Regions from separate parts of the Oryctolagus cuniculus genome. Here region 1 is linked to region 2. A link is a contact called in public Hi-C data. All regions are on one chromosome and are shown on one strand. The core of a region is the stretch at or near the end of the contact, and the rest is flanking DNA. Distances in the headings are between cores, read along the strand shown. Region 1 holds the start of TUBGCP5 (tubulin gamma complex component 5). Region 2 holds the start of NIPA1 (NIPA magnesium transporter 1).

Region 1 (4,802 bases), core at 1,214-3,713, 250 kb before region 2:
TCTGCTGGTTCACTCTCCAAATGGCCAGAACGGCCAGAGCTGCACTGAAGCCAGGGGCCAGGAGTGTCTTCCGGGTCTCCCACATGAGTTTAGGCACCCAAGAACTTGGGCCATCTTCTACTGCTTTCCCAAACCATGGCAGGAAGCTGGATCAGAAGAGGAGCAGCTGGGACTCGAACTGGCACCCATATGCTGGCTTTTACCTGCTACGTCACAGTGCCAGCCCTGGATATACTTTTTCTATCCCTCAGAATTTTGATTATCCATTTTTAAGGATTTAACAGTTTTATACAATGGAAATTAAAACTCTGGGATAATGAAAATACCATAAGTAGTTTAAAAATAAATCAGAGACGGGTGATGCTATTCATACTGTATATAATTGGCAAATAATTTGTGCCTGGAGTGTGTTTAAGCACACAGAGATACACAGACACACATCTCCTAAAATATAAAAGAAAAATTCAAACAGTCTAAGAGCATACTGATGATGTATGTGACGAATTAAAGCTCAGGAATATATATGCTGAAAGCCATAAGAAGATGGGAATGAATGTGGCTGGCACTGTGGCACAGCGGGTTAAAGCCGCATCCTGCAGCGTCAGCATCCCATATGGGCACCAGTTCGAGCTGCTCCTCTTCCAATCCAGCTCTCTGCTATGGCCTGGGAAAGCAGTGGAAGATGGCCCAAGTCCTTGGGCCCCTGCACCCGCGTGGGAGACCCAGAAGAAGCTTCTGGCTTCGGATCAGCTCAGCTCTTGCCATTGTGGTCATTTGGGGAGTGAACCAGTGGAATGGAAGACCTCTCTTTCTCTCTGGCTTTACCTCCTCTGTAACTGTCTTTCAAATAAATAATTCTAAACAAGATGGAAGTGGGTTGAAATTTCGTCACTGTGTGGCCATTTAGAAGCTGACATAACCACACGCCCTGCTTCTTCCAGCAACCTCCTTCACAGCCAGATTCAGAGGCTCCGGGGAGTTGTCCCCTTCCCTGGCTTTCATCCGACACTGGGCACTCAGCAGCAGTCTGGATGGGAGACCTCGGGAGCAAGGACTCAGGCCACAGCTTGTCGCAGCGACACTGTTCTTTTTCCTGGCATTTCTTTCTCCTTGCAGAGTCGCTCTGACTCTGTGCCTGAGCTAGAACACAGCAGGACACGCAGCTAAAGAGCTGGATCATACAGGGCCTGTTCTGCAGGTCGAAGGAAACTGCCCGGATTGATTAACGACAGCTACCATCTTTTACAATATTAATTCTTCCTGCCCGTGGAAATGACCTCTCCATAATAGAGACGGATGAAGCAGGTCAGATAAGCCAAGGTTAGAAAAACCCCTGAGTCCTATTGCTCTGAAGTTTGGAGTTTATCCTGTAGGCCAGCAGTTCCTACCGAGGGGTGATTTTGCCCCCAGAATGCATTTGCAACGTTTGGAGACCTTTTGGTTGTCACAGCAGGGGTGAGGAGAGTTACTGTTGGAATCTAGTGAGGAGAAGCCAAGGAAACTGCTTCAAGTTCAGTGTGCAAGACAACTCTCCACAAGAAAGAATTGTCCTCTAAAGCTGAGGTCTAGAAATCCTGCTGCAGACCGTGGGGAGTGGGGTTATCAGATCTGTGATGGGATCAGAGTCAGAGATGGGTGAGGGGACCTTCCAGGAGTCTGGGGTCTAGCCTGAGGCAACGGGGAAGAAAAGCAGACTTCAGAGAGAATTCAGAAATCAACTAATTGTTCTGCATTACTGAGAAGAAAGAGACCGGCATAGGCAGGGAGCCTCTGGCTAGGTGCAGTGGGGAACGCTGGTACTGGTTCATATCTCAAATGAGAACACAGGCTGATCAGGAAGGGAGAGAGTGCATTTAGCTGAGTGGTGTTTGAGCCTTCCAGGGAAGCATTGTTTCCTTCTTTAATGAGTCTCAGGATGGTCCAGGTATCCTTATTCTAAGTGCTAGTGATTAGTTGTGAGCAGAACTCGCATGCAGTTGACATTTAGCGGGTAAAACACAATGAGGAAATGAATATATACACCCATTTATACACACATTTTTATTTGGGAGATAATCAGCAACTAAACAATGTGTTTGGGGTGCCAAGAATATGTGGGCTGTGCATCCAGATTTGAGAGTTACAAGCATGATGCTTGAAGCTGGAGCAGGAAAGACTGCCAGGCCAAGGATTTGAGAAGCTAAAGCTTGAAGAATAACCAGCCAACCACACCGTGGTACGTGGGAATGCTGGGGCAATCAACGTACTGGAGAACTCACTGGCGGCGCTGTCATCCTAAAGCCATCCTAACTTAAACCACCCACCAGCGCTGGCCGGACGCTTATTAATCTGATTAATGATAATAACAGTTCGCTCTGAAGACACCGCGCGCAACTACAAAACACATTCAGATTGCCGCCAAAGCCACCCAGACCAGTAGGAACTCTCGCGAGAACAGAAGGCGCTGCGCCGCGGGAGCCAGAACTCTCGCGAGAACGGCTGCATGATCACGGAGAGGCGGCGCGGCGGAGCGCGGAGCTATGGCCCGGCCGGGGCCGTCCTGGAGCCGGCAGGAGCGGCAGCAGGAGCGCGACGTGCGCGAACTCGTGCGACATGTCACCGGCCTGCAGGACGAGGCGGACCCCAACTTCCAGCTCGCGCTGAACTTCGCCTGGTCCAACTTCAGGTCCGTGGGGAGCCGGGGAGGCTGGGGCGGGCGCGCAGGCCGCGGTGCCCGGTGAGCCGCTGCGCGGTGCCCCGGTGAGCCTCTGCCTGGTGCCCCCGGTGAGCCGCTCGGTGCCCCGGTGAGCCGCTGCCTGGTGCCCCCGGTGAGCCTCTGCCTGGTGCCCCGGTGAGCCGCTCGGTGCCCCGGTGAGCCGCTGCCTGGTGCCCACGGTGAGCTGCGCGGTGCCGCGGTGAGCCGCTGCCTGGTGCCCCGGTGAGCTCCCTGGTGCCCCGGTGAACCGCGTGGTGCCCCCGGTGAGCCGCGCGGTGCCCCGGTGAGCCGCTCCCTGGTGCCCCGGTGAGCCGCGCGGTGCCCCGGTGAGCTGGTGCCCCCGGTGAGCCGCTCGGTGCCGCCGGTGAGCCGCTGCCTGGTGCCCCGGTGAGCCGCTCGGTGCCCCCGGTGAGCCGCTGCCTGGTGCCCCGGTGAGCCGCGCGGTGCCCCGGTGAGCCGCTGCCTGGTGCCCCGGTGAGCTGCGCGGTGCCCCGGTGAGCCGCGCGGTGCCCCCAGTGAGCCGCTCGTGCCCCGGTGAGCTGCGCGGTGCCCCGGTGAGCCGCGCGGTGCCCCCGGGGGCTGTGCACCGTGGGGCGCCGGCCTCCCACCTAGCCTTGTGTCTGCCGTGTGCCCTGCTGAACTCGCTGCCCATCGGGAGTCGTGTGCGGCGCACACCGACACCCTCTGGAACTGTGTTCCGGGCCCCCTTCCATTCTTACTTCGACGCACTGGGGAGTGTAGGAAAGTGACTGCGGTCGCCCCGACCGCCGCACCCCAGCGCCTGGAAGGGCTGCTGGCACAGAGTACGCTAAGGCTCCTCGCCCGGTTCTCATTCACTTTCTCGGGTGATTAATTTTGGAAGAGCTGGGCCAGGTATTTGGCTGGAATCAGATGATCGATTTTTTGTTTCTGGAAAATGTAAATTAGACAGTACTATTATGATTATTACCCATAATGGAATTATCACTGAAAGAGTGTCGTTCATTGTTAATATTCTAAGTTCCATACAAATCAAATAATGAAGTTTTTCAGGATCTTTTAATCTTGATTGCTTAGTGATCATGGATATAATCTGCCTACTTGGTTTATAAGAATAGAGGTCTTTCAGATTCAGTGAAAGTGTGCCAGATTTCTGAAATAATAAACAGTTCCTTTTTTAGGAAACCCACTTTTTTTGCTTATTTTTGTTTGAAAGGCACAGCAGGAGACAGAGAGAGAACCCAAGAGATAGACAGCATGAGACAGATCGTCCATCTGCTGGTTCATTCCCCAGATGCCCACAGCCACCAGGACTGGGTCAGGCCAAAGCCGTGAGTCCAGAACTCAGTCCCCGCCTCCCACACCAGTGGCAGGGACCAGGCCTAAAACCATCACCTGCATTAGCAGGAAGCTGGATTGGAAGCTGAGCAAGAACTTGAACTGAGGCACTCTGATGTGGAATGTGGGTGTCCCAAATGGTGTCTCAACCTCTGTGCCAAGTGCCCATCCCTTCAACTCCATTCTTAAATGTAGTTTATAAAAATAACAGTGTCTGTGGGCCGGCTCTGTGGGGTAGCAGGTAAAGCCACTCCTGCAGTGCCAGCATCCCATATGCACACCCATTCTAGTTCCATTTGCTCCACTTCCTTCTTTTTAAAATTTATTTATTTGAAAGGCAGAGTTACAGAGAAGAAGCTGGGGGAGGGGAGTGAGAGAAATCTTCCACCTGCTAGTTCACTCCCCAGATGGCCACATTAGCCAAAGCTAAGCTGATCCAAAGCCAGAAGCCAGGAGTTTCTTCCAGGTCTCCCGTGTGGGTGCAGGGCCCCATGAATTTGGGCCATCTTTTACTGCTTCCCCAGGCCATAGCAGAGAGCTGGCTTAGAATTGCAGCAGCCAGGACTTGAACCAGCACCCATGTTGGGATGCTGCTTTTCCCTGCTACACCACAGCACCAGCCTCCATTTGCTCCACTCTGATCCAGCTCCCTGCCAATGCACCAGGAAAAGCAGCAGAAGGTGGGCCGAGTCATTGGACCCCTGCACCCACATGGGAGACCTGGATGAAGCTCCTGGCTCCGGCTTTTACCTGGTGCAGCCCTGACCATTGTGGCCGTTTCAGGAGTGAA
Region 2 (4,140 bases), core at 367-2,866:
GAACTAGTCCATAAGCTTCCTTCCTCTCAGGCTCCCTGACCTACCTACCGGTCAGGTCCTCTCCAGAGGGCTCCTAAGACCAGTCCCATACTTTCTCGGCCCCTCCGATAGCCACGCTTATTTCCCATTTCAAGGCGTGCTGTTTCCTGCAGCTGGGCAAACTGCCCCAAGACCCCCAGCACAGCTCAGACACCAGCAAAGAAGGTCCCCTAGCTTGGCACTGCATCCAAGGAGTGGTGTTCGGTGGCCTATCCACTCGGGAATACTCGGTGGGCTCCATTTAGGGTTTGGTTTTCATTTCCCTTGTGTGTCCTGCACATTGAGGGTCACTGTGTTCAGGTGGCTCAATCAAGGACCCCGAAAGCTGAAGCCAAGGCAAAGCACAGACCTGCGCTCCAAGCCAAGAGGCAGCGCCTCCCAGGCCCGCCGCATGGTTCCCACCGCTGCACCTGCCTGGCCACTGCAGGGAGCTCGCAAGCAGCAGGTCTGTCTCTCCCAAGCGCAACCCAGGGCCGCGGGCCCCGGTAAAAGCAGGAGGCCCCCGTCCCCGACCGCTTCCGACACACTGAAAACTGGCAGGTACCCCAGCAGCCGGCCAGCGCGGGCCCCGCCCCGAGCACAGGTCGCTGGACTGCAGAGAGCGAATGAGCAGATAAGTCGGCTGGAAAAGCACTGAAAAACTGAACAAGGCCTCTTCTGCCGTTGGGAAGGGGGGAAAGCGGCGGCGCCGGCCACGCTACGAACGCTCTAGACGCACCGGGATGCCGGGGCCGCGGCTGCAGCTGCGGAGCCGGCTCCGCGGCGCCTTGGGCGTGTGCTGGGCCCCGCAGGTACCAGCGCGTCAGGTGGGCGCCCGGCCTCCGGCCCGCGAGCCCGCCCCTCCGAGGTGCGCCCCGAGCCGGTGCCCGGCTGCGAGCCGTGACCCACGCGCCCCCCGAGTCCGCGGCCGCTCCCAGACACCCGCGCCGGGCGGCACACCCCGCGACCCCGAGCGCGGCCCGCGGCCAGCCCCTACCTCGCCGCTTGGCCCGTACGATGCCCTTCTTCTGCAGCACGAACGTGGACCCGTTCACCAGGCTCGACACCACGGCCACGCCCAGGCCGAGCGACACGGCGGCGGGGCTCGGGCTGCGCGCCCCCTCCCCTGCCGCCGCCGCTGCCGCCGCTGCAGTCCCCATTCCGCCCGCGCCCGCCCTCCGTGCCTGCGCCTGCGCGCCGCGCCCGACGGGGCGGGGGAGGGGGACGCCAGGCCCGCAGGGGTGGCGGGGCGAGGCGCGACCTCGGGGGACGGCCGGGGGCCTCTGCGGGCAGGGTCGGGTGCGGCCCCCGGGGCTGGGCAGCCGGGCGCACTGCGGGCCGAGGTGGCGTGAGATGCGGCGGGGCAGCTCCGGGCGCCGCAGGGTCCGGGCTGCTCCGGGGGCAAGGCGAAGGTCAGGCGCGAGACGGGGACGGGGGCTCCTGGAGCGGACCGCGGAGCAATGGAGCCTGGGGCTCCGGGTAGGACGAGGCGAGTGCTTAGGGAGGAGGGCGGTAGGTGGGTGGGGAGGTAGGGCTCCAGATTTAGCAAATAAAAATCCAGGATGCCCCGTTAAGTTTGGCATCTCAAATAAACAGTGGCTACGAGCTGGGAGAGCGCACGCAGCGGGACGCAGCCCTGGCCGGGATCAGGTGCTGCAGAAGCTGCCGCGAGCCGGAGGCGGACGGGGACCCCGAAATTTAAACCGAGTCGGCGGGGGAACCGCGAGCGCGGTGAATTCCCTCCCGCGCCCTTCTTCCGTCTGTGGGGCAGCGAGCTGGCGGTCGCACCGTCTCGTTTCCACGTTTTAATTTTTAAACAACTGTACCAAAATTATAGAAAGCCTAAAAAAATACAAAACAATGATCTTGAGGTCAGTCCCACCTCACCTAATTGTTGTCTGGGGTATTTTCCCACAAGCATACTTAACTTTCACATGTTTCCAAATACGATACACAACGTTTCCTTTTTACTTTTTACAGTCAGCTTTTTACAGTCAGCTTCCATGTTGCTACATAATTATGATTATTTTAGTGACAGTGTAATTACCATAATTTGGCCATGCAGCTATTGTTGGTTGTTAGGTTGCTACCACTTTCTTGCTACAACAGTGGTGTTACAATGTACATCTTGTAAGTGTTGAAAATACTAAAGAGTATTTTTTGCAATATATATATACAGCGTTATTTTGTGAAGCAATATAAAAAATCATATAATATTTCTGTAAGAAAGATTCATGCTGAATGCATGTACTGCTTTTTTATGGCAACATATATATGACATAAAAGTTGCCGCTTAACTTTTTCAAACATGCGATTCAGTGGTTACAGTTACATTCACAATGACCTACAAAAGTCAATGGCTATCTAGTTGCAAAATTTTGCAATTCCCTGAACAGAACATCTGTAGTCATTGACCACTCTTCATTTCCCCCTCCCCCTAAGAGGCATTAGAATCTACTTTCTCTCTGTATAATTTGCCTATTCTAGATATTACATATAAGTGAACCATACAATAATCAATCTTCTGTAACTAGTGTGTTTCACTTAGCAAAATATTTGCATAGGTCCTCCATGCTATGGAATGTCTCAGAACTTCATTCCTTTTTTTTTTTTTTTTTTTTTTTTTGACAGGCGGAGTTAGACAGTGAGAGAGAGAGACAGACAGAGAGAAAGGTCTTCCTTTTCCATTGGTTCACCCCCCAAATGGCTGCTATGGCCGATGCGCTGTGCTGATCCGAAGCCAGGAGCCAGGCGCTTCCTCCTGGTCTCCCATGTGGGTGCAGGGTCCAAGCACTTGGGCCATCCTCCACTGCCTTCCTGGGCCACAGCAGAGAGCTGGACTGGAAGAGGAGCAACGGGACAGAATCCAGTGCCCCAACTAGGACTAGAACCCCGGGGTGCTGGCGCCACAGGCGGAGGACTAGCCAAGTGAGCCGCGGCCGCCGCAGCGCTAGCCAAAACTTCATTCCTTTTTATGGTTGAGTAATATTCCACCACTTGTGCATGCAACATTTTGTTTATTCATTCATTTGTTAATGGACACTTGAGTTGTTTACAGCTTTTGGCTACTGTGAATAATGTAATGAATATTGGTGAGAAAGTATCCATTTGAGTCCTGATTTAAATTCTTTGAGGTATATACATAGAAGTGGAATTGCTGAGTCATATGATAATTCCACGTTTAGCTTTTTGAGGAAGTGCCAAACTTCCACAGCAGCTGCATCATTTTACATCCCCACCAGCAATGGTGAGAGTTCCAGTTTCCCCATGTTTTGACTAGCACTGACACATGCTATTTTCTAGTTGTCTTGCTTTTTTAATAACCATCCTTGTCGGTATAAAGTGTTTGCTTATTCTTTGTAGACATACTTTTTTTAAACATAATTCAATATCATTTCTATGCTCTTTTTAAAATTTGCACCCAAATAAATTTATCTTTTAATTTCATTTTCCATGAATTTTTTTTTTAATTTAGTTGAAAGGCAGAGTTATAGAAAGGGGATATACAGAGAGAGAAATCTTCCATTTGCTGGTTCACTCCCCCAAACAGCTGCAATGGCCAAGGCTGGGCCAGGCTGGAACCAGGAACCAGGAGCCAGGAACTTCTTCCAGGTCTCCTACATGAGTACAGAGGCCCAGAAAATTGGACCATCCTGTGCTGTTTTCCCAGGCACCTTAGCAGGGAGCTGGATTGGAAGTGGAGCAGCTGAAACCTGAACTGGTGCCCATATGGAATGCCCGCATCGAAGGTGGCAGCTTAACCCATTACGCCACAATGCAGGTCCTATAGATATATTTTTCAACATAAATGATGATGTTTTCTAAAATAAGCAATAACTTTTATTGTTAATCTCAGCAGAAGCAAGCAAATGAAAGCAGCAGCAACAGTGGTGCCAACATAATCAAAACTATTTAATTTAGAAATACTGCCAACATAGAAAAATGACTTCAGTGCTTTTGGCTAAAGGATGCTTGTCCAACAAAAAATAAATCTAGTAAATATCAAATTTCATCACCTCAAAATTACTATTATTACCATTAAGAAATCCACTCCAGATATTTTTCCATGGCAATGTATGGTGAAAAGGATAGACAGACATATTTAGCCAAATGGAAATGTGA

What was found. A called contact is a pair of places that touch in the nucleus more often than the background predicts.
Region 1: a contact with region 2 is called in a Hi-C map of an unstated tissue, with 5 times the contacts expected there. The contact joins the promoter of TUBGCP5 here to the promoter of NIPA1 in region 2. A contact is called at or near these places in 3 of 6 Hi-C or Micro-C datasets (ear pinna, psoas muscle and an unstated tissue).

What each region holds. Positions count from the first base shown.
Region 1 is chr12:17,675,519-17,680,320 of mOryCun1.1, reverse strand. It overlaps TUBGCP5 (tubulin gamma complex component 5), which reads left to right and starts at 2,463. Exons shown (of 24, transcript XR_011380680.1): 1 at 2,463-2,665.
Region 2 is chr12:17,422,055-17,426,194 of mOryCun1.1, reverse strand. NIPA1 (NIPA magnesium transporter 1) reads right to left here and starts at 1,616. Exons shown (of 5, transcript XM_008269747.4): 1 at 1,016-1,616. The coding sequence starts at 1,601.